Linked DNA regions of Anas platyrhynchos: region 2 is linked to region 1. The links are chromatin contacts, called in public Hi-C maps. All regions are on one chromosome and are shown on one strand. The core of a region is the stretch at or near the end of the contact, and the rest is flanking DNA. Distances in the headings are between cores, read along the strand shown.

Evidence for each region. Hi-C and Micro-C count contacts between places; a contact is called where the count stands out from the background.
Region 2: a Hi-C map of small yellow follicle shows a contact between it and region 1, with 1.9 times the contacts expected there. The contact joins two enhancer-like sites. A contact is called at or near these places in 2 of 8 Hi-C or Micro-C datasets (F5 follicle and small yellow follicle).

What each region holds. Positions count from the first base shown.
Region 1 is chr1:145,842,935-145,847,821 of IASCAAS_PekinDuck_T2T, forward strand. No RefSeq gene overlaps it. Among named protein-coding and RNA genes, the nearest start is that of IRS2, 200 kb to the right of the region's middle. Within about 2 kb of position 2,542, at least 6 of the 8 cell types and tissues checked have an H3K27ac peak or open chromatin away from gene starts, as enhancers often do. A contact at or near this core is called in F5 follicle and small yellow follicle, where this site is marked.
Region 2 is chr1:145,886,635-145,891,521 of IASCAAS_PekinDuck_T2T, forward strand. It overlaps LOC106014386 (a long non-coding RNA gene), which reads right to left. Exons shown (of 3, transcript XR_011806710.1): 3 at 1-62. Among named protein-coding and RNA genes, the nearest start is that of IRS2, 160 kb to the right of the region's middle. Within about 2 kb of position 2,242, at least 4 of the 8 cell types and tissues checked have an H3K27ac peak or open chromatin away from gene starts, as enhancers often do. A contact at or near this core is called in F5 follicle and small yellow follicle, where this site is marked.

The DNA.
Region 1 (4,887 bases), core at 1,292-3,791:
TAGTAATACTATTTTATCATTTCACCTACAACCACAGTATCTAATCCCCATTGCCTTGTTCCAGCCTCTCTGTTTCCTTGCCTTCAGCCTTCTCATTCTTGGCTTGTTCTCTCTGATTGGACCTCGGTAACTTCTCACCGAGAAGTTCAACATAGACCTGCTCTCACAGCTTTCCTCCTCTTCATCTGTTCTTCAGCTCCTTTTCTAACTCCATTGTTGCTTTGCATGTTCTGGTGTGCTGACTTCCCCTTGCTGTTTGCTGTTCTTGCCTCAATTTTCTGTTTTTCATCTTCTAACAGGGTTCAGGCCATCCTGTCTCTTGCCTTCTACCCGCTTTCCAGTTGTTCTTCCCAAGAAGTCTCTTGTTGAAGAAATTGCCTACATATTCAAACACCTTGCTGCTATGAGGAGTTGCTTCATCATAGCCTTCCTGCAGTCTGGACTCCTGTGCTATCTCCTCCTGGTTCTTTTATTTACTCATTGGAAATATTCTTGCTTCTCTCCCACCTTCTCTTTGTACTCCATAGATCTCATACTATGAACTAGCATTTACAGTTAGTCTGCTGGCTACTGTTCCTTCCCTAACTGTTTAATTCATATTCCATCTCCCTGGTAAAATATTCCCAATGTGGTTATCTCATTTGCAAACATTATTAGATTAAAATATATATTTAGTTTATATTTAGTTTCAGAAGTGCAAAACTTATCACACAAGTAAAATACTCTAACATACTACCTATAGTGTATGTTTACTGTTGTACTTGGATTAAATCAGAAATGTTCTGCTGACTACCATAGGTACTATAATGTTAATGTACAAACAGCAAAGGGTATTGACCTTATCTCAAATGGTAGAGGAGTGTTCTTTATCATCTATTCATGCTTTCTCAAAATTCCCTTCTCTGCTGAAGATACAGGCTTTAAATCTTTGAAAAAAAAAATAAATAAAAAAATAAAAAATAAAAGTTTTGCACAATTCTCTCTCAATGGCTTTTGCATGTTTGTATTGCATGTTTGGCCCAATCTTACCACATTAATTAGTACACAGTCACACACTGTCTCAGATGGGAGGCAGAAACCGATAACTGAAAGCTGTTAAAAAGCAGATTCTTTAAACTACCTCCTACCTGCTCCTGAGTCTGTAAGCACTCTTTCTCTGAAGTCTAACAGCCCTAAACAGCCAATGACCTATGCTAATCTATTTGCCTTTCCACTGGATCATAAGGGACAAAAGTAAAGACTCATTCAGACTCATTCTGTGGTGGTGGGTGAGTGCCATCAGGAAAGCGCTGCCATTCCTGGCCAGCCCTCACCTACAAGGTTTCATTTCCACAGACATGCAGGAGAGGCTGGAGAAGGCTGGTGTGCAGACCTAGCTTTGATGCAGAGTTAGGATATGGCCAGAGCACACAGGCTGGCTCATAAATGTGGAAGTGCTCTGAGGTCTGGTAATGCGGGTGTAACTACAGCCATGAAATTGCTTCAGCTGAGGTGCAGGGACTTTCAGCAACCCCAGGATTTCAGCTGTTATTCTCCACCTCTTCCTCCAACTTTCTTTGGCCCACTCAGGGCATTCCAGCTATTCTGCACCATGGTGAGGGTTGCCCCTTGGCCAGTTTGGCTGGCTCCCTTCTGATCTCTGACCTCCTAGATGAAGACATAAGAGAGTAGTCAGCAAGACAGGATGCAGGCTGAAGGTCAGCCTGGATATACCTATCTAAGCACCCAGGGAATGACAGGGTCACTTGGTGGCCAGTAGCTATTACAATATTTAGGAAGGTCACAGAAGCCCTGGAATATCAGCTTCACAGACTGAAACACATGTTGTAATAGTCTGAAAACCGATATCATGAGAGAGAAGCCAGGACCCAGGTGCGACTTTCACAGTTGAACCCTGCCAAAGTGAACACATTGCACATAGCAATTTGAGTAAAAAGAGGGAAAAAGAGAAACTCAGACATAATCTTCTTCTGGGAAACAGGAAGCTTGCTTTATTACATTTCGTGTGAGTGACCTTGCAGAACATTTCTGTATTGCAGAGTGTAAGACTTCATGTCCTAAAAAGAATCAGAAAAGGAGAGGGGACTACATTTTGCCTGGGGTAGATGGCTACTACAGTGTAGGGAAGCTGTGCCAGCGTATGCCACAAAGACTTTGGATCAAGGTTTCCTGTGACCGAAAAGCAATGCCAAACTTGCACTGAAAAAGGACTATCCCCAATAGGGAGCCCAAGACACGGGTACAAAGCTGATCCACACTGCACTCAGCTTCATCCTCCTGGGAGCAACCTTTGCTGGCCACGGCCTGCACGACCTAACCCACCTCCTCCTCCTACTTCTGCACCGCACAATTCTTTCAGCAGCTTCTCTTCTCTCCCCTCTGCCGCCTTCATTGAATTACGGGCAGATCTGCCAGAGGAAAGCAGGTCTGTCAGAGTGTTGCTGAAACAGGCCTGCGCACCCCTGCCCGGGGGCAGGCACCCCTTGGGCCCGCTGGCCGCGGTGGGGCGGCGGGGCTGCGGGAGGCGGCGCGACGCCTTGTTTACTACGGGCCCCGGCGCTGCTCCGGCCGCCGCCTCTGCCCCCATTCGTTCTCGGCGGTGTTTGCTCGCTTCTGCCCGTCCCCTTTCGGGGACCCAAGGGGATCGCGGTGAGGGCTCGGCTGTCTTATCGTGGAAGGCAAGAGCGGTCCTCCGGGGCTGCCTCCGCCCGGCCCCCGGAGCAGGAGCAGCGCTGGCAGCAGGAAAACAGCTCGCCTTAACCATTTCCTTGCGGAAGGAGGAACGCTGCCCTCAGTGCCTCTCCCCAGCCCGGAATGATGCCAGAGCTCGACCTTTTCCTGATGCAAATCTGCTTATCAAGTACCTGACTTGCACTTAAGAGAAATGTATGTGTGGGGTACCGTGCAGACTGTGCCTCCTCATCTTTATACAGTGCTTTTATCAGGATATGCGGGATTATGCGAGCAGTTTACACACACATGCAAATATACAGCAATGCAATTACAAGCTAGAGTGCATAATGCAAACAGATGAGCCACCCGCAGAACTGGCAGAAGACAAATATCTGTTTTAACTGCTGGCTCTTTTCTGAGGTACCAGTAGCACAGCAGTCACCCAGCTGAAGCAATGGAAAGAAACACGTGATTCACCTTGGTGCATTTCTCATACGTCACAAATTCTTCCCTATCTGAAATATGAGGGGCCAGAACTTCCTAGGAATCCTTCTGCCAGGGCTGTCCTTGCATAACAGAAGTATCTATGTGTGGGCTGCGAAATAAGCTCCCTACTTCTACCTGTGGATTTCTGTTCCTGGCCCCAAAACTACGGAATTCTCTGCAACAGCTTGCAGTGTTTTTAAGGGCATATGAGAAAATGATCCTTCAGAAATACCCTAACATACCAGCTGTTAAAAATAATAAAAAATAAATAATAATAATTAAATAAAATCTTCAAATATCCAGAGAAATATATCTTTGCGTAAAACAGAATTCATCCCTTGGTATATAATTTGTACAAAGCTAAGATAGCATGCTTCTTTACAGTCATATTTTATTTGACAACACAAATGACGAGAAACAGAAAGCCCACTGCAGAAGTCAGCCTTGACACATAATGCCAGTGCAACCAAGACCCCCTCAGCTTGGGGGGAGCATAGGGATGTCAGCACAGGGAGCACACATGTCCATGTGCAGGATTTCTCTGCTCACCAGGTCCGGCTTTGAAGAAAAGCCCTGAAGATGTTTTGCTTTGTTCCTGCATTGTATTTTTAGACAGCATAATAAGAGAAGCTTAGTCCCTTTTCAGCTGTGCTAAAGGACATGCTGATTCCCAAGCTGAGTGAACAGATACTCTCGTATTAGGAGAGATCAGGAAGAGTGCTGATTTGCAGCCCTTTCCCACTGCAGTCTTAAGCAAACAGAGTTTAATTAAATCAATAATGGTCAAAACTACTTTGGGCAGAGAGGACTTTCAGTTCCTTTAACGGTGATGAATCCACTGCCTCTGAAAACAAAAACAAAACAGAAAGGAGAAAGTCTGGGGATTTTTGCTAGCCCTAATCATTTAAAATAGTTTTGTTGTTCTCCTTATTTCAAACCGCTCGGTACCGCCACAATAGCTCTTTGATATCGGACACTGATATTGATCTGGGTGCATCTGTCTCGCTCAGCAGCTGATAATGACAGCACACGTGATTTCCTGTTATTGAAGCCCCACAGACATTTCTGGAGCCAGAGCTTGGCAGCTCCGGGGATCCTTTCCCATCAGCCGCCCAGTGTCCAATGCTCTCATTGCCTTTCAGCCGATGTAAGAAGGATACGCTGCAGCCCCGCTGAGTTGTAAACAACTTGTTTACCTCCTTCTCAGTGTAATCTGTCCCTGCTTCTATCGGCTCCTGTGGCATCAACAGAGCATTAAAACACCCCGAGCTCATAGGCTGATGTGCAGAAAACAACTCAAGGATCCTTTCCCAGCTCTTGCTTTCTAGGGCACAGGAGGTTATTTATACCTGTTGTCTCCAGTCAGCCAAAGCAGCCCAGCTTTTGCATGTGGTTAGCTTTGAAGAAAACTAGTTTGTGACATTAATTCTTCTGGCATGACAATATAAGCAGTGTGGGCATGCTGCTGCTCTTCCTGCAAAGTTGCATTTGGGTCAGGCAGAAAGAAGCACCATCTTTTTTTTTTTTTTTACATGCTGCTTACATCTGAATCAAAAAAGCAGAAAGTGTGCATGATTTTATATCTCCAAAGTGAAGGGAACACCAATCAAAATTGCAGCAGAAGGCTGGTTCATGGGGTAAAACCCTGTGGATTTTAACCTGCATGCAAGAGTGGAGGGGAATTTGAAAACATCCGAAAGTCTCGAGTCTGTCCCCTCCGTATTCCTG
Region 2 (4,887 bases), core at 992-3,491, 43 kb after region 1:
CCCCCCCCAACCCCTCTCTTCTGAATCTTCAATAAAGCAGTCATCAGAGTAGATTTCTTTAGCTGAAAACAAACAAACAAACAAACAAACAAACTTGTTAATATAAGCAAATATTTTCTTCTTAATGAAGACAGACACATTCATTTCCAAAGAATACCAACACATCAGGCAACAAATTAAGTAAATGACTGTATTCAAATTTGCCCCCAAAAGAAGACTTTGGCTTTTGTTTAGCCAGAGGAGTGGGCCAATCAATCCCTTTAGGCAATTAGTGAACTCTTTACTGTAATCATTGAGCAATTGTTCACCCTTGTAATCCTATTACTAAATAATCACTTAGTCCACCCACAATCGGACAACAGCAGTGGTGGTCTTAGGTGAAAAATTTTTCATGGGTGTGAGTGGGATTTTCACGCTCTGGTCCTTTGACATCTATATTTTTTGTATGGAGAAGGAATCTTCCCAGGTAAACAGCCCACACACATATCAGTGCCCAGACATGCAAAGCCCATGAGTGAGTTAATCTTAACTGCCAATAAAATACAGTCATCATTTACTTTACACAATTATCTGTCCTATGGATCATAAGACACCAATATGTAGTTTAAAATGTTACAGCACAGTAGAAAACCACAGTATTTCCTACCATCTACATTTTTAGAATTCTGGATCCTCATGGAAAGAATAGACCAGTGAATATATATTTGAACAACCAGCAACAAAATGAACTGATCCTGTTTAGACCTGCATGTGTTTCTAATAGGTATGTTGCTGGAAAGAAGATTCTTTTCATAGAGTACTGACAAAGGATGTAGTGGGGAGTGGGTCTGATACGGTTTGCAGTGCATCATCATAATCTGTACCTGAAAATGCTTTACTTCTATAAATATTACAACTATTCTTTTTTTTTTTTTTTTTATGAAACTTTCTGCCTGTATAGGTCTGATTTAGACATTGTGTGTGTGTGTGTTTTTGCATGCAGAGCTGTAGGAAGATGCTTTTGTGTTAGGGCTGTGTCTACTTCCCTGTTCCTGACATGTTCAGCTCAGATATTTTCCTCCTCCATTCTCAATATGGGTGTCCCCTACGCTGGACTGGTTTCAGCTACTCCTCCACTGCTTCCTGTTGGTTTGATATCATGCCGCTTCCCACAGTCATGCATGATTCCAGCTGAGCATTGTTATGGCCATATGTGCATGTGCATGTATGAAACAGGGACTTGGAGCTGCATACCCCAACAGCATGAGGGCAACTTAGCTGGTGGTCAGGATCCATGCTAGACCTCTGCAAAGGAGTGGCCTTTGCCCACACAGATGTACTGGGTTTGGTAACATTCCAGTTTTACCCAGGGAGTAATCCCAGAGTGGCTAAAACTGTTTATGGTTGTCCTTGGAAACAACTCCCTATAAAATAATGTTTGCGTTGGTTTCATACTATCATTTCAGAAACTGTAAGATCTTGAAGAAATGGAAAACAAAGAAACAAAGTGATAAAAATAATAGACACATAAAGGATTGTTTTTGAAAATATATCAGTACATAATGCTGCTCAGCAGCAGTACTATTATTGCAAGTTGCTCAAAGTTTCCACTCACAATTACTTTTTACAGAACACAGTGTCCTGGACATTTCAAAACATATTTTGGTCAAACTTGATATACAAGGCACCTATAATCTCAGAGAGGCAATTTTAATATATCTTATCTGCTTACACCCAAAACTCTCTTGACCCAAAGACCCTTTGTAAAACAAAATAGTCTTCTCACTGAAAGGAAAGGATATCTAACATTATCAGGTCCAGAGAAAATGAAGGCTTTGTGGATTTTATTTTATTTATTTATTTATTTATTTATTTTTAAGGTTTGCTTACCAGTGATGGAGAGGAATTCACAAGGAGCTGCTGACAGGATAGTGAAAAGTTTGGGATATGAAAGACACTACTCTGAATATCATCAAATGGTTACTGTGTTGGAGGAGCTGCACCCTCCTAATATAAAGAAACAAGCAGCCCCAGATCATTAGTCTGCCTGAAGGAGGTATGTGTGGAAAGAATTAAGTAAAGCTGTTTGATTTTTGGCTGGTGGGAGGTTTGGGGTGGATTCCAGAATGAAGTAGATGAGACACACGAAGCTTTAGAAACCCACTCCATAGATGGAGATTGCAAGCCACATACTAATTGCCTGCCCACACAGCACCAGTGGCAAAGCAGAAACGTGGGTGCTGTGAGTGGGGGTGGCTGTGAATACTGAGGATGAGAGATCTTCCCCAGGCTCTTCTGCACACTGTCAAGAAGTGGTCTAAGCTGAGATGGTCTGGGGGGCAGGTGAAAAGAACAGGCTGCATTTAACATCTTCTTTAATGCTGAAAGTATCTCATGAAAAGAGGTTCTGTAGACTAATGTGCTAGTGCCACAAAGAATTTCTATGAATTTAACCAGACAATATAAGATGAGTGAATGCAAACTTGTTTTGGAGATCTAATCACATGATACTCTTCATCTTTGCTTTATATGCTGTGGATGATGCAGAAGCACTCTGCAATTCCACAGTTTTTTGCCATGAAATATGTACTTAAAGAACCTCAGCATCTCAGTTTGAGGAACAGAAACTGAAGAACCATAATAGGATCTTTGGCTTTTAATCTACAAATGTTTATTCTCTAGTGAAGTAAGATAAAAGGACAAACTGAAGGAAACACTATGCTGCAATCAGAGGGCCTTCAACCCTTGCATTAAGTTTTGGACTGATGGCCAAGATCTTGGCATGTTCCAAGGTTTCATTTAAAATGTAATCTGTGCTTTCTGCTTCTCTGATGTTGTACAATTGCTTGCATTCTGCATTTTATCACTTTGTTCTTTTCTAAGAATCAGCGTATAAGGGAATAAATCTGTTATTTTTTTTAATACAATGTTATTTTCTAGGTGACAGAAGGGCTGCTTTTGACTGCACTGTTTTATCCACAACTCTCATCACTTCTGTTGTTTAGAACTGTCCCACTGATGACTCTGAACTCTTAATTTTTTTGTCTTTGGAATTTTAGGTATCAGCTAGCAACCTATTTTTTTGGCCTGACTGATTTTTGCCAAGATCTTTTGATGCTTGTGTATTCTTCACTAAGGCAGTACTGAAGTAGTTCACAATAATTCCTGATTTTTATCCCCCCCACCAAATTTTCCATTACAGTGGTATAAGAACACCTGATTTACATATGTAAATAATGAAGACATACAAGATTATATATCATCTATTATCATATAGAAAGATGGTGGTTAAATCCAACTCTGGCTAGTATCCTGGGTCATCCCTCCAGTGACAAAATTCTCTAGAATTCTCCATTTCATAACACAGACATATTGAAACAAGCATTTTTTTTTTTTAATCCTACTTTAACTTCAAGGCACATAACTGGTTTACTTGGCCATGCAAGAACACTTCAACAAAAAACATCATATGCAAAATTTAGCAGTGATCTGAGCTGCTTTTCCATCTTTTGCTTATTATTTCTTCAGAGTGTGACAGCTAGGGTTGTAGACCACATCAGATGTCCTAGGTGTCTTACATTGATTACAGAAAGTGTTTTCTGAAGAGCTGAGTCTCCTTTCATTCAATATTAATTCACTAATATTATCATTATCCTCCATTTTGCTGGAATCTCTTTTGAACATTTTATGTCCTTCAGGGCTGGAGGAAAATTCTCATGTTTGTCCCTACAGATATATGGAGCTTCATCTGTGCTCACTGGATCACAACTCATTCCACACTTTTGTGAATTCTCATAGAAAGCTTTTATCTGTTAATTGCTGCCACATCTGTCTGTCTGTAAAATTTATTGTAACAGTTGTTGAGTCCCCAATAAAATGAAGCACATATTGCATCTGATTCCTTTTTATTATTATTATTCATCTGTAATTACTTACATATAGGCATTTTTTGTTTGTTTTCTTTGGGGAATTTTGGTTGTTTTCTTTTCTTTATTTATTTATTTATATAGGAAACTCATCTTTCTGGAAGACCACATGAAAAATCATCCCAGCACTGAATTTGAATCCTCACAACCACTTAAGCATCTTAAACCTTGAAATCTTAATTCATAATGACCTCTTCCTGCTTTTGGACAGCTTGACAGTGTCAGCTTCCCTTGCCTTGGTGTTATTCTGTCTCCTTTTTTGTTTGTTTGTTTGTTTTTATCTTTAATTTTTGTAGTATGTTTGCCTAGTAGGCTTAACTTCCAAATGCTGTGGGTTTTGCTTTTGGGGGTTTCAAAATGTCATAGGGAAGGGAATTCAGTCCGTTTATTCTTTTCATGTAGCTTAAAATAGACTGCTATCTTCAGAGATATTCTCACTTCTCTCATTACCAGAAAGGCTCTTTGAAAGTCTTGTTCACTGCTTACAATCTTTGTGCGTAACTTCACTCAAGAAGATGGAGACTCTTCCCTGTATTCAAATCTTCTTGGCACTGAAAGCTGAATCAATTTGTTTTTAGACTCTTGTCTTTTGACAGACACTATTCCTGTGGCATTCTTCTTATGAACTCCCTTGGAATCATGCCCAGGATTATTTTTGTTTATTCCTTCCAAATTCCATTCCACCCGCACTAACACAGAATTTTAATCCTTTCCTGCTGGTAGTACGGGGTTTTGTTACAATATTGGAGAAATATACTAAAGAAACTGTTTTTTCATTTCACCCTCCAAACACTTGGCCTGTGCCAGTAGTCTGAGAAGACAGCCTTTGCAATTCATTCCATGCTGACCAAGAGAAACATACCCTTGCCTCTCTTGAAGCTCAAGCATAGAGAGAGTGCAAGAGTGTAGGTGTCCATTCTCCCCTGACATAGATCAGCTCCAAAGTGAAGCTTTGTAGTGACTTTTTTCCTTTTTTATTTTA